2 separate regions of the Danio rerio genome follow, and region 1 is linked to region 2. A link is a contact called in public Hi-C data. All regions are on one chromosome and are shown on one strand. The core of a region is the stretch at or near the end of the contact, and the rest is flanking DNA. Distances in the headings are between cores, read along the strand shown.

Region 1 (4,069 bases), core at 175-2,674, 68 kb before region 2:
CAATCTTTTAATGATGTTCTGCATGGTTAAGGGTGAAATATCCAAATGTCTTCCTCCCTTTGTTTGAGAAACATTGTTTTTAAACTTCTGGACACTGTTAACATAGGGCTGCCTTTTGCTTAAGTACAATTTTAACTGGCAATTCGTAGATATAACTACTTATGGTGGTACTTGACCAACATTTCAATAGTTTTCTCATGTATTTGTTGGCAAACTGGTGATCCTCGGCCCATCTCAGACCTATCTTAGATGCTGCTTTTGTACCAAATCACATCATTATTTACCCATTTTACCCGATTACTCAGCCTAAACAGCTCCTGTCACAACATTTTGGAAATTGCATAAAGCAAAATTGTCTTCTCCTTTCATTTAAGCCACTTCTGATATCAATTGATCAACAGGAAGTCAACTTATTATTCGTTGTTCCTAAAGCTTGGACAGATGACAAGACTTTTGTCAGGTAGTGTTTTTCCATGTCTCTGATTTCTGATGTGCGTCTGATTTCTGCAGTACGAAATCAGCAACTACAATTAAGTGCACTTCATTTCCCCCCTGTGTCAGTCCTGACTCTATGGCATGTTTGTGAGATCATGTTGGAGCGCAGCCGTGTGAAATCCTGCATGAGAAGCTAAACACACTTGTGTTCTCATTCATTCTGGTGACGGGACACACTTCAGTGAGTCACAGCATGTTCCCCTGATTTAACACTAGAGCCAAACATGTGCTGGTGTCTATTCAGGCTCCCTATGTGGGCGTCATGAGGTCACGTCTGTAACAGGTGCTTCAGACCAGAGACCCAGTGAAAATACTTTTTTATTAGGTGTGTCTATATGTGTGTGTGTCTGTTTTGTGTATGCAAACAAGCACAATAATCTGCCAACGGGGTGAGCAAATAATCTTGTTTTTCCCCCATTGGCAGATTATTTTGCTTGTGTTCTGTTAAAACTCACTTTATTTTGACTCATTATTTCTGAAAACAAGGCAATATTCATTACTTGTCTAGAAAATGCTTCTTGATTTAAGAGTTTCGAGATATTTGGACTGGAAACAAGACAAAAACCGTAAGAAGGAACATAATTATTTCGTAGTGTAATGCAGATTTCTCAGAGCAGATCTTCATCAGACATACTCAAACACTGAATCTGAAGAAGCACGACAGATGCTCATGTCAGGTTTTTAACAGCATCTTTTTGCACTTTCCAGAGCGTTTGCCAACTGGATCTCGCACTGATCATCTTTCTCCATCAATGATTTCATCTGAACGTGGAGCTGATGTAACGGTAATGACAGGCATGTGTTTGGGCCTGGAGTCTGTCTGTCTGTAAACACATCAACACTTGCTGATTTGCTGTTTGATACAGTCGCTGACAGTAGCGCAGCAGCTCCTTCATCACTGACGCATTACAGGAAACACAAGCAGGACCATAACTGATCCAGCTGTCAGAGATCTGGCCATACACATCTGTATATGTGTGTGTGTGTGTGTGTGTGTGTGTGTGTGTGTTTGTGTGTGTATGCTTTTTAGTTGTTCCACTTAAAAAAAAAAGAATTGCAGTAATAATCTCATATGTGAGGTCAATAATGTGAGCTATTAAGTGATAATAGCAGTTTTACACATTTTATATCTAGCTTTTTTTGTTGTCTACTTTTTAACACCTAGTTTTTGAAGAGGTCATTTTAAATATATACATTCTCATAAATAAAAAAACTAAACTTTAAAGCAACTAAGATAACAAATATTTTATGACTTGGACAAAAATATATGAAAAGGAACTTTTAAAAGAGCCGCAAATTTTTTTCTTTCCCAATATCGTGACATACTTCCAATTGAAACAATTCCAAAATGAGAAAAAATGAAGAGTGATCCATGATTTCATGCTTTGGGAACTGATTGGTTCTAATTTGATGCTGTTATTTCCAACTCTTTTATTGTCAACTCTGTTACTGTCAAGCCTGTTATCGTCAACTCTGTTATCGTCAACTGTTATTGTCAACTGTTATCGTCAACTCCGTTATCGTCAACTTCGTTATCGTCAACTTCGTTATCGTCAACTTCGTTATCGTCAACTTCGTTATTGTCAACTCCGTTATCGTCAACTCCGTTATCGTCAACTTCGTTATCATCAACTCTGTTATCGTCAACTCTTATCGTCAACTCCGTTATTGTCAACTCCGTTATCGTTAACTCCGTTATCGTCAACTTCGTTATCGTCAACTCTGTTATCGTCAACTCTGTTATCGTCAGTGTCAACTCTGTTATCGTCAACTCTGTTATCGTTAACTCCGTTATTGTCAACTTCTTTATCATTAACTCTATTATCATCAACTCTTATCGTCAACTTCGTTATCATCAACTCTGTTATCGTCAACTCTGTTATCGTCAACTCTGTTATCGTCAACTGTTATCGTCAACTTCGTTATCGTCAACTTCGCTATCGTCAACTCCATTATCGTCAACTTCGTTATCGTCAACTTCGTTATTATCAACTCTGTTATCGTCAACTCTTATCGTCAATTCTGTTATTGTCAACTCTGTTATCGTCAACTCTGTTATCGTCAACTGTTATCGTCAACTTCGTTATCGTCAACTTCGTTATCGTCAACTTCGCTATCGTCAACTCCGTTATCGTCAACTTCGTTATCGTCAACTTCGTTATCGTCAACTTCGTTATTATCAACTCTGTTATCGTCAACTCTTATCGTCAATTCTGTTATTGTCAACTCTGTTATCGTCAACTCTGTTATCGTCAACTGTTATCGTCAACTTCGTTATCGTCAACTTCGTTATCGTCAACTTCGTTATCGTCAACTTCGCTATCGTCAACTCCGTTATCGTCAACTTCGTTATCGTCAACTTCGTTATCGTCAACTTCGTTATTATCAACTCTGTTATCGTCAACTCTTATCGTCAATTCTGTTATTGTCAACTCTGTTATCGTCAAGTCTGTTATCGTCAACTCTGTTATCATTAACTCTGTTATCGGTTTTAAAAGTTGAACAATAAGTTCAACAACAGTTAATAGCAGTATCAAAAGTGACATTTAAGCATTCTGCTTTAATTTACACTAACAATGGATTCAGTTCACTCTTATTTATTGTTTCACATCATTCCACTTTGAGAGAAATGAATGGAAAATGCTTGAAATGTACCCGCAGTTGTGGAATGAGTCACATAATTGAGCAGTTGCGGTGCGTGAGGATCTACAGAGATGATGGTGTATTTTTTCTTGTATGCATCGTCTCAGCTCAAATTATTCTGTCAGAACAGGTTTCTGCACAGTTCTGTAAAATAAATAATAACAGCTCTGACATCTGACTCTCAGACATCACCAAACACCATAGAAGCCACAACAACAAACAACAACAGACCTCCTGCCAGACGTTTCTCAGGCTAGTTTGCGATTGTCCAGATTCGGGGTCAGAAATGTGAGGTCACGTTTGTCTCTGTCCCAAATCAACACCAATGCCAACATCTGAGTAATGCAGGACAAACCCAAAACATGCCAGTCTGCTGAAGTGACCTTTCACCTCCTGCCACACCCAAACCCAGAGCCGTCAGCGGGTCAGTTCATCGATTCATATGATCAGTGTCTACTAGCTAGTGCTCTTCTATGTCAGGCATCTGATGAGCATTTACTAGCTAGTGTGCTTATCTGTCCAGCATCCCAGCAGGGTTTACTAGCTAGTGTCCTTCTCTGTCAGGCATATGATTAGTGTTTACTATCTAGTGCCCATCTCTGTCAGGATCTGATCAGTGTTTACTAGCTAGTGCTCTTCTATGTCAGGCATCTGATGAGCATTTACTAGCTAGCGTGCTTCTCTGTCCAGCATCCCAGCAGGGTTTACTAGCTAGTGTCCTTCTCTGTCAGGCATCTGGTCAGTGTTTACTAGCTAGTGCACTTCTCTGTCAGGCATCTGATCAGTGTTTACTAGCTAGTGCCCTTCTCTGTTCTGCCTAGCTAGTGCCATTCGCTGTCAGGCATATAAACAGCGATTACTAGCTAGTGTCCTTCTCTGTCTGGTCTAGCTAGGGCCCTTCTCTGTCAGGCATCTGCTGTCTGGCATCCGA
Region 2 (4,008 bases), core at 410-2,909:
ATACCAGTTATTTTGACCTTGTGGGGACGTTTTTATGACAAACACAGCGCATAAATCAGACAGAATTAATGTTTTATAACTGTATAAATGCTACACGCTGCCTTGAGGATTGTGTTTAGGGGGAGGGACACAGAATATGCAGTCTGTACAGTAGAAACATCATTCGGTCTATGGGGAGTCCCCATAAAGATAGCTGTACAAGTGTGTGTGTGCCATGTATTCCTCAATTTTACAGTCTCTAAACACTTAATTCTGTCTGATTTATGATCCATTTTTGTCACAGGGAGCAAAAAAAAAAAAATCCCCACAAGATCAAAATTGACTGGTATTGCTATACTTGTGGGGACATTTTGTTTCTTTTGCTTTCCATGACAAAAACTGCTCATAAATGAGACAGAATTACATTTTTATTAAGTGTAATTGTGCTACAAAGTTTCCTGTAAGGCTTTTATTTATGGTATGGACACAGAATATACAGTAGAAACATCATTAGGTCTATGTGAAGTCCCCATAAAGCTAGCTGAATGTGTGCATGTGTGTGTGTGTGTGTGTGTGTGTGTGTGTGTGTGTGTGTGATGTATTCCTCATTTTTACAGTTTCTAAACACTTGAGTCTGTGATTTATGGGCTGTTTTCATCATGGGGACCAAAATCAATTGACTGGTATTGCTATACTTGTGGGGACATTTTATTCTTTTTTGCTCTCTGTGACAAAAATGGCTCATAAATCACACAGAATGAAGTATTTGTGAACTGTAAACATACTAAAAGAGGGTTAGATTTAATGGTGAACAAAAAATGTATAGTCTTAAAAAGTAGAAACATCATTAGGTCTATTGGAAGTCCCCATAAAGATAGCTGCACAAGTGTGTGTGTGTGTGTGTGTGTGTCAGGCTTTGCTTAGAGATCAAATTCACTACTAGAGCACTAAAACAAAGCACTAATACTTTCTAAACAGCATCATCTTCTCAAACCAACAGTGGCTGTATTTAATAATAACAATGATATCTAGCGCCCCCTGCCGACAACACGCCACACTGTCAGTTTAACTTCAATATCAAGTCATTGCAGTCCCAAACTAATGCTGCGATCAACATTTTGATGTTAAAAAACTTTTAGAAATTAATAAATCAACCTAAATTGCTCTTAAGCTAATGCAATAATGTGTGACTGACAGCTGTCAATCATCTCTCACCTGTGTCGTGAGGTAACCGCAGTGTTTCCAGCAGTTCTCTGTGTTTCACGTGATGATCAGCAGCAGATGCGCAGTGAGTTCTCTACAAAGAGTGAATATCCATCATTTGCATTGAATTAAACTCACCTTCTGACGAATCTGGCGCACATTTGCTCACCTGGTGGCACCCGAGCACGATCAAGCTTGAAAACAGCACAAAATACACGCGTTCGGTGTAATTCCTCCTGTTTGGCAGAGCTCGTAAGACAGCCATGTCTCCTATACACTCCTATCCAAAATGTGCACAGCCTCTGCGCGTCTCCAAATGCGCGCTTCAGATCTCCTCACACAGCTGCATCGGTAAAGTCAAACCCGGTCCCGAAATGCATGAAAAGTGTGTGTGTGTGTGTGTGTGAGTGTGTGCATGTAAAAGTGTGTGTGTGCAGCTCCAGCAGCATGTTTCTCTGTGTGTTAATGTTGTGGACTGAGAGCTGGGTCACCATTGCAGATGAACAGCAACTCCCGACAGCCTATCAGAGCGCACACCTGCGCGGGAGAGGAGGGTCACAACATTTGGACTTAAAAATGTAAACACAGCGTTATTTATTTATTTATTTATTTATTTATTTATTTATTTATTTATTTATTTATTTATTTGTTTGTTTGTTTGTTTGTTTGTTTATTTATTTATTTATTATTTAATTATTATTTAGTATGTTAACACAACATAAATATATTTTATTTATTTATTTAATATTTATTTATTTAATTATTATTTAACATGTAAACACAACCTAAAAAGATTTATTTATTTATTATTTAAAATGTAAATACAACATAACCATATTTAATTATTTAATTATTATTTAATATGTACACAATATGAATAAATTATTTATATATTTATTTTATTTATTTATTATTTAAAATGTAAACACGACATAAACGTAGTCGTTTATTTATTTTTTATTTAAAATGTAAAGACATCATAATTAGATTTATTTATTTATTTATTTATTCATGCCTTTATTATAATTTTTAAATACTATTTATGCCTTTATTTTTTACTTATTTGTTTATTTATTATTTAAAATGTAAATAAATCTTTTAACTTGTTTATTTTTATGCCTTTATTTATTTACTTATTTATTTATTTATTTGTGCCTTTATTTATTTATTTAAATTGTAAACAGATCATTAATCGATTTATTTATTTATTTATATTGTAAACACATCATAAATAGATTTATTATTTATTTATTTATTTATTTATTTACTTATTTATTTATATATTTATTTGTTAGTTAAAATGTAAACAGCGTTAATAGATTTTAAAAATGTATTTGGTGATTTAGCTGGTTAGTTTTCCTCATTTAATTTCTTTTCCATATTATATTATTTTATGTATTATAAGGTAATCTACTCAGTTAAATTATATTCTTGATGCTATCATTATTTTTCTGTAGATTCAGTTTCTGTACGATTTCTAGTTGCATTTATAAAAACTAGGAAGAAATAACACACTTTGGATGGTTTATATTACGCGTTTAATATCTTCTAAATGCAAATTGTATCACTTAATTGTAGCAGACAAGCTCACCGATATCCTGCAAACTACTGAGAATGATGACATCTAGAATCATTATTGATATAATTTCACAGGACCTCTAAGGAGATTTAGTCTTTGCAGAATATTATTCATTCATTCATTTTCCTTCAGCTTATTTATCAAGGGTCGCCACTAGTCCAACTACTATTCCAGCATATCTTTTATGCAGCGGATGCCCTTCCAGCTGCAACCAAGGGCTGGGAAACACCCAATTTAGTTAATCAATTCCCCTATAGCACATGTGTTTGGAGAAAACCCACCCCAACACTGGGGGAAACATGCAAACACAGAATAACCAACTGACCCAGCCGGGACTCGAACCAGTGACCTTCTTGCTGTGAGGCGACAGAGCTAACCACTGAGCCACTGTCGCTCTGCAAAATTTGAAACACTTATATATTAATTCCTTTCTCATGCACTAAAGTATATGAGGATAGCATTATATTCCGCTCTCAGTATACTGCAACACTTTCAGCAACTGAATATATCTTTTCCTCCAGCATACTCCAGACCTCCCAGATGCAGACAGCACACTTTACAGCCGTTTTACTGCCGTCTTATCTCACCGTCTCACATAATAAAGAAAAATACACACTGAAAACACTCCTCCAGTGTTTCCTCAACACACAGTGATCTCCTGATCTGTAGAATAAATGACCACTGCAGGCTGTAGACAACCCAGAGCACTGAAATACAGTGGCTGGACGAGCATATAGTGTGTCTCTATTCTATATATTGTGCTGTTCGCATTTTCCAGCATGCACTCTTAAAGCAGACGTGTTGAAGTGAAGCATATATATTTAACAGTATTTTTGAGAGTGTGTAGAAGAGGGTTGACATTAAATAATAAACAGATAAATAAATCAAGCACATGTGGAACACTGACTATGGTAATAATTCTCAGACGATGTGCATGTTAGTGATACTCAGTCGATGCTGTTTTATGATAGATATAATTTTAGCTTGACAGAGAGGGGGGGGGGGAAATCATGTTAAAGACATTTCGAGGGCATGACAGCATGTGGACTGAACTGGAGGAACGCTAATGTAAATATTTTAGGCTTTTCATTGAGCGAGTCGCACAGCAGTATTGTTTGTTGTTTCTCTTAAAGTAAAATTCCCTTCTAAAATAAAACACTTTCCGACCCAATTGTTGGGTTTGTCCATATCTGACCCAGCGCTGGGTGTTGCAGTGTGTTGAGCGTGTGCAGCAGGAATCGCTGTAA

What was found. Hi-C and Micro-C count contacts between places; a contact is called where the count stands out from the background.
Region 1: a contact with region 2 is called in a Hi-C map of embryo, with 2.4 times the contacts expected there. The contact joins the enhancer-like site here to the promoter of adamts16 in region 2. A contact is called at or near these places in 5 of 18 Hi-C or Micro-C datasets (all in embryo) and 1 of 4 datasets of contacts at active chromatin or transcription factors (caudal fin).

The regions. Positions count from the first base shown.
Region 1 is chr16:1,252,511-1,256,579 of GRCz12tu, reverse strand. The region is part of intron 1 of tars2 (threonyl-tRNA synthetase 2, mitochondrial); the gene reads right to left. All of the region lies in intron 18 of adamts16 (ADAM metallopeptidase with thrombospondin type 1 motif, 16), which reads right to left. Among named protein-coding and RNA genes, the nearest start is that of rprd2b, 19 kb to the left of the region's middle. Within about 2 kb of position 1,424, at least 3 of the 62 cell types and tissues checked have an H3K27ac peak or open chromatin away from gene starts, as enhancers often do.
Region 2 is chr16:1,185,132-1,189,139 of GRCz12tu, reverse strand. adamts16 (ADAM metallopeptidase with thrombospondin type 1 motif, 16) reads right to left here and starts at 1,659. Exons shown (of 23, transcript XM_073925676.1): 1 at 1,352-1,659; 2 at 1,195-1,276. All of the region lies in intron 1 of tars2 (threonyl-tRNA synthetase 2, mitochondrial), which reads right to left.